2 separate regions of the Zea mays genome follow, and region 2 is linked to region 1. The links are chromatin contacts, called in public Hi-C maps. All regions are on one chromosome and are shown on one strand. The core of a region is the stretch at or near the end of the contact, and the rest is flanking DNA. Distances in the headings are between cores, read along the strand shown.

Evidence for each region. Hi-C and Micro-C count contacts between places; a contact is called where the count stands out from the background.
Region 2: a Hi-C map of tassel shows a contact between it and region 1, with 2.5 times the contacts expected there. The contact joins the promoter of LOC100281789 here to the promoter of LOC103645359 in region 1. A contact is called at or near these places in 3 of 25 Hi-C or Micro-C datasets (ear, leaf and tassel).

The regions. Positions count from the first base shown.
Region 1 is chr1:238,228,064-238,233,590 of Zm-B73-REFERENCE-NAM-5.0, forward strand. LOC103645359 reads right to left here and starts at 4,195. Exons shown (of 3, transcript XM_023300942.1): 1 at 3,902-4,195; 2 at 2,304-3,821; 3 at 1-2,301. The coding sequence starts at 4,195.
Region 2 is chr1:238,443,059-238,448,295 of Zm-B73-REFERENCE-NAM-5.0, forward strand. It overlaps LOC100281789 (acyltransferase), which reads right to left and starts at 3,316. Exons shown (of 3, transcript NM_001365291.1): 1 at 3,018-3,316; 2 at 2,420-2,907; 3 at 1-1,085. The coding sequence starts at 2,724. The coding sequence ends at 257.

The DNA.
Region 1 (5,527 bases), core at 2,945-5,444:
TGAATCACAGTTAGTTGTGCTTGCACCGATTGCTTTGGATTCCTCATGATTTAGCTTGACTGACGAACTGATGTTGCCGTCCTCCATCTGATTTGCATTGTTGTCAACATAATTAGCAGGAGCAAGACCATCAGAAAGTTCTCTCTCTTTGTCTGACATCTGTTGTTTTCTACCATGGATGGAACTGATGTTACCGATTGCTTTGGAAGCCAGATCTCGAGTGGTTTCAGTGACAATGACTGTATGACATGCTTCATGGATGGAGCTACTACCATTGGCACCAGCAGATTTCTCTGGGACTTCTTTGTCTAATGGATTTTCTGGCATTACATCGGATGAACAGATGCTAGCTGCGGCATTATCGGCAAAATCATGTTTTCCTTTATTGGAAGCCACCACTTGCCTTGAATGAACTAGGCTAATGCCTTTAGCGACAGTAACATCAGCAGTGACACCTTCTTTCTTGGATGTATGTTCCTTTCTTCGGATACTACTGAAGTTAGAACCTTGACCAATTTCAGTACTGATGATTGCTCGGGACCCTTGCCGGACCAAGTTATGACCAATTTCATCATTGGTTATTGCTTCATGACTCGCAGCATTTGCCAATGAACCAAGATCATTACGATAATTAGTCACAACACAACCAACTTTTTCTGCAGATGTCATAGCTCTTGTTGGATTAGAAGGAAGCAGGATAGCTGAATCTGCTCCGTCCTCAACCTCATCATCTTCAGGAGCAACTTCTGCTAGCTTATGCAGGCGACGATGAGTGAGCCCCAGCATGGTCCTCCCAAAACTCCCACGTGGCACAATTTCTTCAGCCCTGTTAGTTCCTTCCTTCAACACTTGTGAGTCAAAGAATCCTCTGATTTCTAGATAACTGGCGCCTGAAGATGAAACTGAAATGTCATCAACATTATCAGGATCTGCTTCATCCTCTCTGACACCGAGGTTATCTTCATCACTCACATTGCTCTCGAATATGTAAGGACTCCTATTGTAGTATATGTAGCTGCAACCAGTGGAGTACCCACGAACTTCCTTAATGCCCTTAATCACAGACCAGTCCGGACCATCAACCAAGCACCTTTTCAGCAGCTCAGCTGTGCTTGTGAAATTCAGCGATCGAAGCTTGGAAGCATGCGCCTCGATCCATCTGGGCATGTCCCGCAAATCATGATCAAAGATGCGCACTGTTCGTAACCCGTCTACGTTCTCCACGCTCTCCAGCATAGGGCAGTGGCACATGTTGATACCTTCAAGGGAAGGCAGGTTTGATATCCTCTTCAAATTAGGAGTGTTCCAGACGCTCAGTTCCCTCAGCGTAGCAATGTCATCCACGGCCTCAAGGCTTGCCATATCTGCTACGTGTAGCTTGGTCAGGGACGTCACATGTCTGAGGCCAACAGGAAGGTTCTGCAGCTTGGGGCAGCTCTCAAGCTGGAGTTTCTGCAGGGATGGAAATGCCCCTGGCTCGATGTCTGCCCATGTCTGGAGCTTCCGCAGGCCTTGGAAGTGCAGGTTTTCCAGCTTTGGAAACGGAACCTGGTGTGGGTGTTCGGTGCCCGTGACCGTGAGCTCTGCACCTATATCCTTCAGAGCTGAAGAGTCTGCTACGTACAAGGATCTCAGTTCTGGCAAACGGCCTAGTGGAGGAAAAGACTGGCAGAAGTTGCACCCGACAATGTCTAGATCACGGAGATTTGGCAGGAAGGTCACCGATAGCCATCTCGGGAACCTTGTCCCAAAGTAGTTTACAAGCTTCAGTGACTCCAGGCACAATGGCGGATTCATCTCTTCAAAGACATCCTCGATCTTTCTGGTCAACTCCGTTGTTTGAAGTGGCCCGACAGTGCTGCTGCACGACAGCTCGAGCTCCCTGAGGCATTTCTTGGCGCCAAGTAACATCTCAGTTGCCTCGGATCGATTGGCAGCATTCTCGAGCTTCTGTATGTGCAGCGTTCTCAGCTGAGACAAGTTCTTGAGCTCATCCAGAGGCCACCCGCTCCTATCCTGAGCGGCACGCGCCTCTTTGCTCGTCACCGTGAAGCAGCAGAGCGACGTGATGCTTCTCAGATGGCCTACTCTGAATGCGGCATCGTCGATCACTGTGCCGGCAAGGTCAAGGTCCCTGAGCCCTCTCAGATGCTCAATCCCTTTTGGCAGCGCGTGCAGTGCCCTGCACCCTCTCAGCAGGAGGAATTTCAGGTTCCACAGGTTGCCTATGGATTCTGGAATTGCCTGAATTCTCGTGTGAGACAGGTTCAGGAACCTCAGGTAAACAAGATTGCCCAGGTCGGCAGGTCCTCTGGAATGAGCTCCACTGCTGTTTCGCTGAGGTCTAATACTTTAAGGTGCTGCTGCAATCTTGTAAAGATGCTTCCTTCAACCGTAAGTGGGTTCTTTTGAAGAAGCAGCGTTCTTACCCTTTCTAACTTGAGGATCTTCTCAGGTATCGAGGCCAGGTTTCTTCTCGCGAGGGAAACACGCCGTGGCGCGAACGGGGCATCGCTGTCGACCAACAGCCGATACGAGTCGCCGGTCAACTCCTCACCATGCGAGAGCAGCTGCGCTAGAGCTCGCAGCATGTCGTGCATGGTGCACCACGTGGCGCCGCCGCCTTCGTCTTCCTCTCCCGGCTGGAGAAGGTGCCTTCTGATGAGCTCATCGTAGTACTCCTCGGCCACATCCTCGACGCTTGCGTCGGCTCCGATCTGCACGAAGCCCTCAGCTATCCACAGCTGCACGAGCACGCGCCTGTCCATGGCGAGGTCAGAGGGGAACAACGAGCAGTAGAGGAAGCACTGCTTGAGATGGCACGGCAGGTCGTCGTAGCACAGGTACAGCGGCTTCATGGCGTCCTCCGCGAGCCCCTTCACCAGCCACGCCGGGCTGGCGAGCACCTCGCCCCACTCCTGGGCGCTCGCGTCCCGTGTGGTCAGGACGCCGGCAACAGCCTTGATCGCCAACGGCACACCGCCGCACTTATCGGCTATCCCGTGGCCCACGCCCTTCAGCTCAGCGGCTGTAGCCTCGTCAGCTACAGAGGCCGCCGCGCGAAGCAGCAGCCAGGCACCGTCGCTGTCCAGCCTCTTGATGCGGTGGACGTGGCGGGCGCCCATCTCCCGAGCAATGCTGCCGTGCCGCGCCGTGACCACCACCTTGCTGCCGCGCCCAGCGCGCTGGAGCGGCCTCCTCAGCACGCCCTCCCACACCCCGCCGTACCGCGCGTCGTCCAGCACGAGCAAACACCTCTTCCCCTCCACCAGCCTGGCCAGCGCCTTCTCGAGGTCGGCGAAGCTCTCGCCGCCCGTCGTGTCGCCGCCGCCGAACGAGTCGACGACCTGGGAGAGCAGGCCGGCCTCGCTGTACTCCCTGGGAACGCGCAGCCACGACCTCGCCGCCCCGAAGCCGAGCCGTATCCTCTCGCTGCCGTACACCTTCCTGGCGAGCGTGGTCTTGCCGATCCCGTCGGGGCCGACAATGGCGACGATCGTGCAGCCGGTTTCCTCGCCGTCCATCTCCGTCAGCAGCCCGACGAGCGCGGCCGCGTCGTCCTCGATCCTTGAGCCAACGATGCCGGCGCCCGCGGCCCGGGTCCTCTGAGGTTTGCGGAGCCTATGTGCCGCGCGGTCAGGCGCTGGGTGATGGTCGCCGCCGAGGGAAGAGCGGAGCTGAAGCCGACGCTTCTCCTTGAGGATGACCTGCAGCTTCCGGTTCAGGCTGTTGATGTGAGCCGCGATGTCGACACAGGAGGACACGTCCGTGTCCGTGTCCGTGTCGCAGCAGGAGGATAGCAGCCTAGGAAGAGGCGCCTGCTGAGCAGGAAGAAAGAAAGGAGCCGAGTCAATGGACGAACCTGCAACAACAACAGATCCTGCAGAACCGGTGATCGTACCTGCTTCTGTTGGTCGTGGGCCCTGCGCCGGCGTGCGGCGACCCTGCACCGGTCGACGGCCCCGTCCGCCTCGTAGGCGGCAGCCCGCACATTGGCCAGCCACCGCGCCGCGCCGTCGTCCCCGCACGCGGCCCGCGCCTCGGCGTCCCGCACCGCGGCGCCCACCCGCTCCAGCCTCGCCAGCAGCGCCTTCGCCTCCGTCGCGACGCCCATCCGCCGCGCCACCTCCCCCGTCACCAGCCCGCGCCACCGGACCGCGGTGTCCGGCACGAACGCGCTGAGCACCGCGGCCATGGCTCAGCCGTCACGAGACCGACCAACAGGGCGGCGGTTACGGCCCCCGGATCTCTCGCGGAGAAGACTAGTCGGTCGTTGTGGATGTAGATTAGAAAAACAAGATGTAGCAGTTTCTCGAGAATCAAAACGAGAGAAGCGACGCCCGCCGGCCGTCGTTCAACGTGCGTCGGTCAGAATGTGATCACGTCCCGGCAATCTTATATTAGTATTGGATAAGGCAAAATGTGTATATTATTAGAGGTATATATATAAGGACGAAATGGTCTCGTCATCTTGATAACAGCTAGTAGACCAGAGAATCTTTTCGCGACTGAATCTTCCGGCGGCGCGCCGCGCGCGTGTATACGCACGTAACGTGTATGTCGTCCGCTGATGTGAGATCTCGTATTGCTTTTTATAGAACGTTGCAAACTTGCAATCGAACAGTTCGTGTCAACCACGGAACGCGTTTAATTAAAGAGACAGAGATAGAGGGCAGGGCTGTCGCCTGCCGGCTGTCGCGACAGACGGTGTGCGCTTTGAAAATGCGGCTTGTACAGCGAGCGGGCTGTGTGCAGGGCCGTAGCGGAGGGTGCGACCGCAGGCGCCTAAAAAAACAGAGGGTCTCTTGATCATTGGACACTAGCAATTTTTCTTGTTAAACATATTTATTCTAAGCACAAATACGCAAAGAGCCCTACACTATCGACCAGTTTCGTTTAAATTGTTAAACTAATGTCTCAATTACTTATCGAATACTTAATCCGTTTCAAAATAGTATTTTTTAGTTTTTGATTTTTATGTTTATATTCAACTGTATAACGATGAATCCACTAAAGAAGTAAAACAAATTCTATTTTGATATAGAGAGAGTTTTATTTACTATACATATGATGGTTGCATCGATAGAGAGAAGCTTTTTTAAATTGAAATATTTTTGTGAATTATTTATGGTCAACAATAACTCAATAGAGGTTAAATAGCTTGTCGATTCTATATATCGAAAAAAGTTGTTGGATGAGATTGATCTCAATAATATAAGCGATGACTTTGTATCACAAAATGTTAATAAATATTTTTAATGATATCAGATAACAAGTAAGTGTTTTCGCTATATTTTACATTTGTTATCTTCTAACATCAAAACATTGCATAATAATTTTTATATATTAAATATTCGATACTACATGTATAATTATATATATTTGTGTGTGTATGGACTTTCATATCGGATTTCGCACTGGTACCCAAAAATTAGGAACAGCCTGTCTGTGTGGTGATGACATGGTCTGATGGGTCGGGTTTAATTAAGATGGACGAGATGCTGGCCGTCGTTGAACGGAAGCCGGA
Region 2 (5,237 bases), core at 2,066-4,565, 210 kb after region 1:
CAGAACTGAAGAAAGAACAAAGAGCGAAGCCATATCCGTTGCTACGTAAAAGTCGATCTTCCCGCCATCACCAAAAGAATCATAAGCTACTATGAATCCTCAGCTAGCATTGTTGTGCTCACCTTAATTAACTAGTAGTTGCTCAATACTAGAACAGAGTAGTACTAACATGACAATGAATACAATAATAATGGTGTAAATAAAAAGTATGTGCGTTGGTGGGGTTGAGACGTTGAGTTGAGCAGCTAGGGGGCGATCACAAGTCTATGAGGTCCTTGACGAATCCGTACTTGTCCATGAATGGGTTGGAGACGTCCTTGAGCGGGTAGTGGTGGATGCGGTCCTTCCAGACGCCGGCGTCGGTGGCGGGCCTCTCGACGGTCCAGACGCAGCTGTTGCACTTGAATCCGGCGCCGAAGGTGAGCATGAGGACGCGGTCGCCCTGGCGCAGGCGGCCCTTGGCCTCCATGTAGGCGAGCACGTACCAGACGCTGCTGGCGGAGGTGTTGCCGAAGCGGTGCAGCGTCATGCGGGAGGGCTCCAGGTCGTGCTCCGTGAGCGTGAGTCCCTTGCCGACGCCGTCGATGACGGCGGCGCCGCCCGTGTGCACGCAGAAGTGGTCGACGCCGGCCTTCATGCGGATGGTGAGGTGGCCGTGGCCATGGCCCGCGCCGCGCTGCCGCTTCTTGCGCGCCAGGCGCGCCGAGAGGGTGGCGCAGGCGAGGCGGAGCAGCTCCGGGAGCGGCAGCACGCGGGGCGCCAGCACGCGGAGGTTGTGCACGAAGGCGTGCACCGCGGCGCGCGGCAGCTCCTTGCCCAGGTGGAACCCCGGGCGGCCGGCCTCGTCCTCCATCTGGAGCGCGCAGTTGTAGGCCTCGTCGGAGGCGCCCGTGTGGGTGCGCACCACGTGGCGGAGACGGAGCTTGGCGTGCGGCCGGAGCCGCGGGTCGTTGGTCAGGAAGTAGGCGCAGCCGCCGGAGCGGAACAGGCAGTTGCCCAGCATGAAGGTGCGCTTGTTGCCCGCGTACCAGTTGGGCGCGATCGACTCCGACGTCATCACCAGAGCCACCTGCCCGGCGTGCGTCCTGCAAGCAACCAACCACACGTAATCCAGCATCCATGACTGACAAACAAGTTCATTAAGATTTCAAGTATGCTATGCACACGCCAGCCATTTTCAAGTATGCTATGTTGGTCGTTGCCTGTGCGGCTGTGCCACCGCCGACTTTCTCGTCGGCCTGGGATAGATGGAGATCTGCCTGAACCAGACAGTTCAGCCCAATGGACAAGCATGTCTACTAACTACAAGCGGAGCCGGTCAGGTCCAGGTCCAGCCATGCCGTGCCTGCCTGAGCGGCTGAGCCATTCATGCCCATCTAAAGGCAAACCAAACTTGGTGAGCAGGCATTAAAGGAGGACAGTCCAGACTCCAGAGTAGGCCGTAGCCGTAGCTGGCTCACATGCAGCAGTCACAGCACAGCATTCATGCCATTGCTGGCCCCGGCCACATTTACTCCCGTGTTCATGGGGGATGCGGCTACTGCCATCTCGGGATGGATCTTCTTGCAGCAAGTTTAATAATAGAGTCAATCACTTACTATATGGATCTTTATAGTGGTTAACTCTTCAATATTAATGTAGGACCTAAGCTTATAATGGTTACGCTGCTTAATGCTTTATTTACAAGACCTTCCACCATATATTTGTTTCCTAGTTTATCTTGCTGAAAAAAGAGAGAACAAAACTACCATAGGTTCATAACAAAAAAATCCTTGTGATTGTGTTCATTATTATGGTGAGCACAAGTACCAAACGAGTACTACCACTCTTAAAAATGAGCTACTACTACGTTGCTAGCTAGTAGGTAGAGCACGTACGGTACATGTTCCGATTGATAGGCATTAATTTACAAGTAGTAGGAGGGGAGTACTGAACATTTATCTGGTCTCAGTAGCTACACAGACGATGGATTCAATGGCGTGCAACCAAACAAGATGCCTCACAGCTGGGTGTGTATCCATCCATGCCCTTAATTACCAGAGCAGCTAGCTAGGGCCCATCAGGCATAAATTTTTGCCCAGCTTTGGGCTTTTTTTTTACCTGTGCAACATATATACATTTTCAGCTCTAGCCCCCTTTTTTGTTTTTTTTTGTTTTTGCCTTTTCGTAACAAAACAGCTTTAGACTTTGTGAGTTATAGAATTCTTTATTACAATTTTTTTCCTAAACTTGTGATTAAATATTTATTTGGCCAGAGAGACGATAGACTTGGCTGCGGTCAATAATCTATTGTCAGTTTGTCAAACTCAGACGTCTATTTACAGGAGCACACCATGCGTGAACGAGACCTTTATCTCTTCATGACAACGAGTAGTAATTAATTACTAGCAAGAATTAACGAGCTAGGTCGAGCACGCACCTGAAGTAGCCGTTGACGAGGTCGAGCGCGATGAGCGTGGCGCTGCAGCCCATGCCCGTGAGGTTGTACACCTTGGCGTCCTCGCGGAGGCCGTAGCGCCGCACGACGCGCGCCGACAGGGACGGCGCCGGCGAGAACATGGACACGTTGACGACGAGCACGTCGACGTCGGCGGGGCGGATGCCGACGCCGCCGGGCGCCGCCGACCGGGCGAAGAGCTCGTCGAGGACGGCGTGGAAGGTCTCGTCCATCTCCTCCATGCCCTCGCGGAGGCGGTCCGGCCGGGCCTCCCCGCCCTCGATCATGTTGCGCGGGCCGTACGTCTCCTCGCCGATGCCCGAGTTCACGATCACCTTCAGCAGGAACTTGTACTCCTCCAGCCCCAGCAGCTTGTTCCGCTGGATGATCTCGCCGCACAGGTCCGTCGGCAGCTTCCGGTCGTCCGTCGCCTTGTAGCACACGTAGTCCAGCAGGTAGCACCGACGCCGCTGCGCGCGCGCCACCAGAAGCCGCGCCAGCATCGCCGCCGAGTACGCCAGCAGCGTCAGCGTCACCATAGTCACCAGCTCCATCGCAAGCTAGTATAAGTAACACTCACCAAGCACGTACGCACTTCTTGCTCAGTAGCTCCTGCTCTTGTTGTTGCCAAAAAAATCAATGGATCTAGCTGTAACTACAAGTGCAGCAAGGAAGACGGCAATGTGTGGCTGCTCAGCTGCTGCTCATGGAGGGGAACCCAAGGAGCTGAGTGCTGAGATGTGTGTGACAATGCCAGTTCGATCTTGCTCAGCTAAACCGCTCCCAACCAAATAGCTCTAATAGTGACTAGCTAGCTTGCTTTCGTGTGTGCGGCCGGTGCCACCAGGGTTGGGTTGGTGGGGACTTGAGGGTTGGGAGCGAGAGAGATGGGAGGAAGATTTATTAGAGCGGGGTTCAGAGGTTGGGGAAAGGGAGGAGGGTGGAGGGTGGTTTTATAGCACGCAGAAGGGGATACCACATCATGGACATGGGTCATCATGCATGCATGCATGGCTCATGAGAACCTTCCCTCATCTACTATTTCTTGCATGGCCCATTTTTTTACTTTAGCATTAACAGTGCTGGTTGGATCCTCAATCAAACCGTAACCACGTGAACCAGCAACGTTGGTTTGATGTTTCATCTGATTCTAATAACTGTGCATTGGATGACTTCACTGCCGCTGGAGGAGGAGGCTCATTAAGCATCTATACTTCAGGACGACGACTAAAAATAAGCATATATTTAGTTTTGTACAAATCGTCTTACTTTCTTGACCATAAATGTTGTCCTCTTTTTTGTCCTTTGCTATATACTATTCGAGTAACATGCGTGCTAGGACTACCAGCAATGCATTTAGGGCAACACGGAATTGTACTTCGTTACAAAAAATTGTAATGAACCCAACAATGAAAAAAGTTCTTACAAAACTATCTGGATCTCAAGTAGCTACTAAACTTTAGCCCCTAAAAACAAAATAGAAATGCTAACAAGTCAACTGAAGTTTAGTCAAAGTTCTAGGGCCGTCTGCAGCAGTCTATCCATAGTTTTCCCAAAAACACTGTTTTGCACTGTTCTACATTGTAGACTGTACTGTTCGCACAGTGGAGTTTGAATATGGGTATGGGGATAGGTAAACTGCTGGAGATAGTCTAACTAGTTCGTCAAACCTAGCTGGCACATGCTAAAGTTCTACCCGATTAGAAAAAGTCATATGTATTGTAAGCATACGAAGATTTATAAAGTACATAATGTCCTTTAGGACATCAACACGAGAATACGTACTCATAGAAGGCCCGACTCAGCACCAACATGGCATTTCTAAGGGCCCTGCACATCAAGACCATAGGTCCACGACGGCTATGCCATAGGGCCCCATGATTTGGTGGCCATACTCGGAATCTTCAGTTCTCTCAAGACGCCCTAAGGATAGAACGACCTTGAGTGGCATGACATCACGTATGCCTCTGAGCAAGATGACCGCACATGTTACCGAGCAGTTAAGATAGGATCTCCATTCGTCGTATTTATTGAGAGAGGCCATGTAGTGGTCAAATAACATCGATGTAGCCACGCATCATACCATCGGTGTATCCACGAGCACTATGCAGTACGTGTCCATTCAACAGCTATCAACTATGTCGTGCTCGATTGTGTGGGAGCCATACCTACCAATGTGGCATGTCATACTTAGCGCTCTAGCACGTCGAAGAAGTGTTGTGTATACTGTGGGGGACAGATATCCCCCGGGTCCACTGGAAGGCTAGAAGACCTCGCGAAAGACCTTGGGCCCAATATTTCGCAAGGCCATCCCTTCGTGGGCCTGGGGAGGAACGTCTAGCAAAGTGGATTGACGTAAGATTGGATCAACCCAAGCTCGGACGGCCCAATGGATTTGAACGACGTCCACAGCAGCGACACGACTTTCCCGCGCGGCATCCTCTGGCGCCGGAACTGAATGACGATAAGTCGATGGAATTATAGGAAGATAAGCTCAGTCGGTTTACAATTACTTAGGCACACGTTGTTATCACATCCGCATGTAACGCCCCACGGTCGAGTATATAAGGCCTAGGGGACATCCCTCAAAAACATCTCACTACTTAGCCATCTACTCAGCTCTCTAGCATCTCTCATACTAGAGAACCCCCTTGTAACCCACCACACAAAAGATCCACATCAGGACGTAGGGTGTTACACATCTCAAAGCGGCCCGAACCTATACAAGATTGTCTACTGTCTCTCGTGCATCTGGCACGAACCATCGAGCTACAGTCGGTAACACCGTCCTACTCCAAAA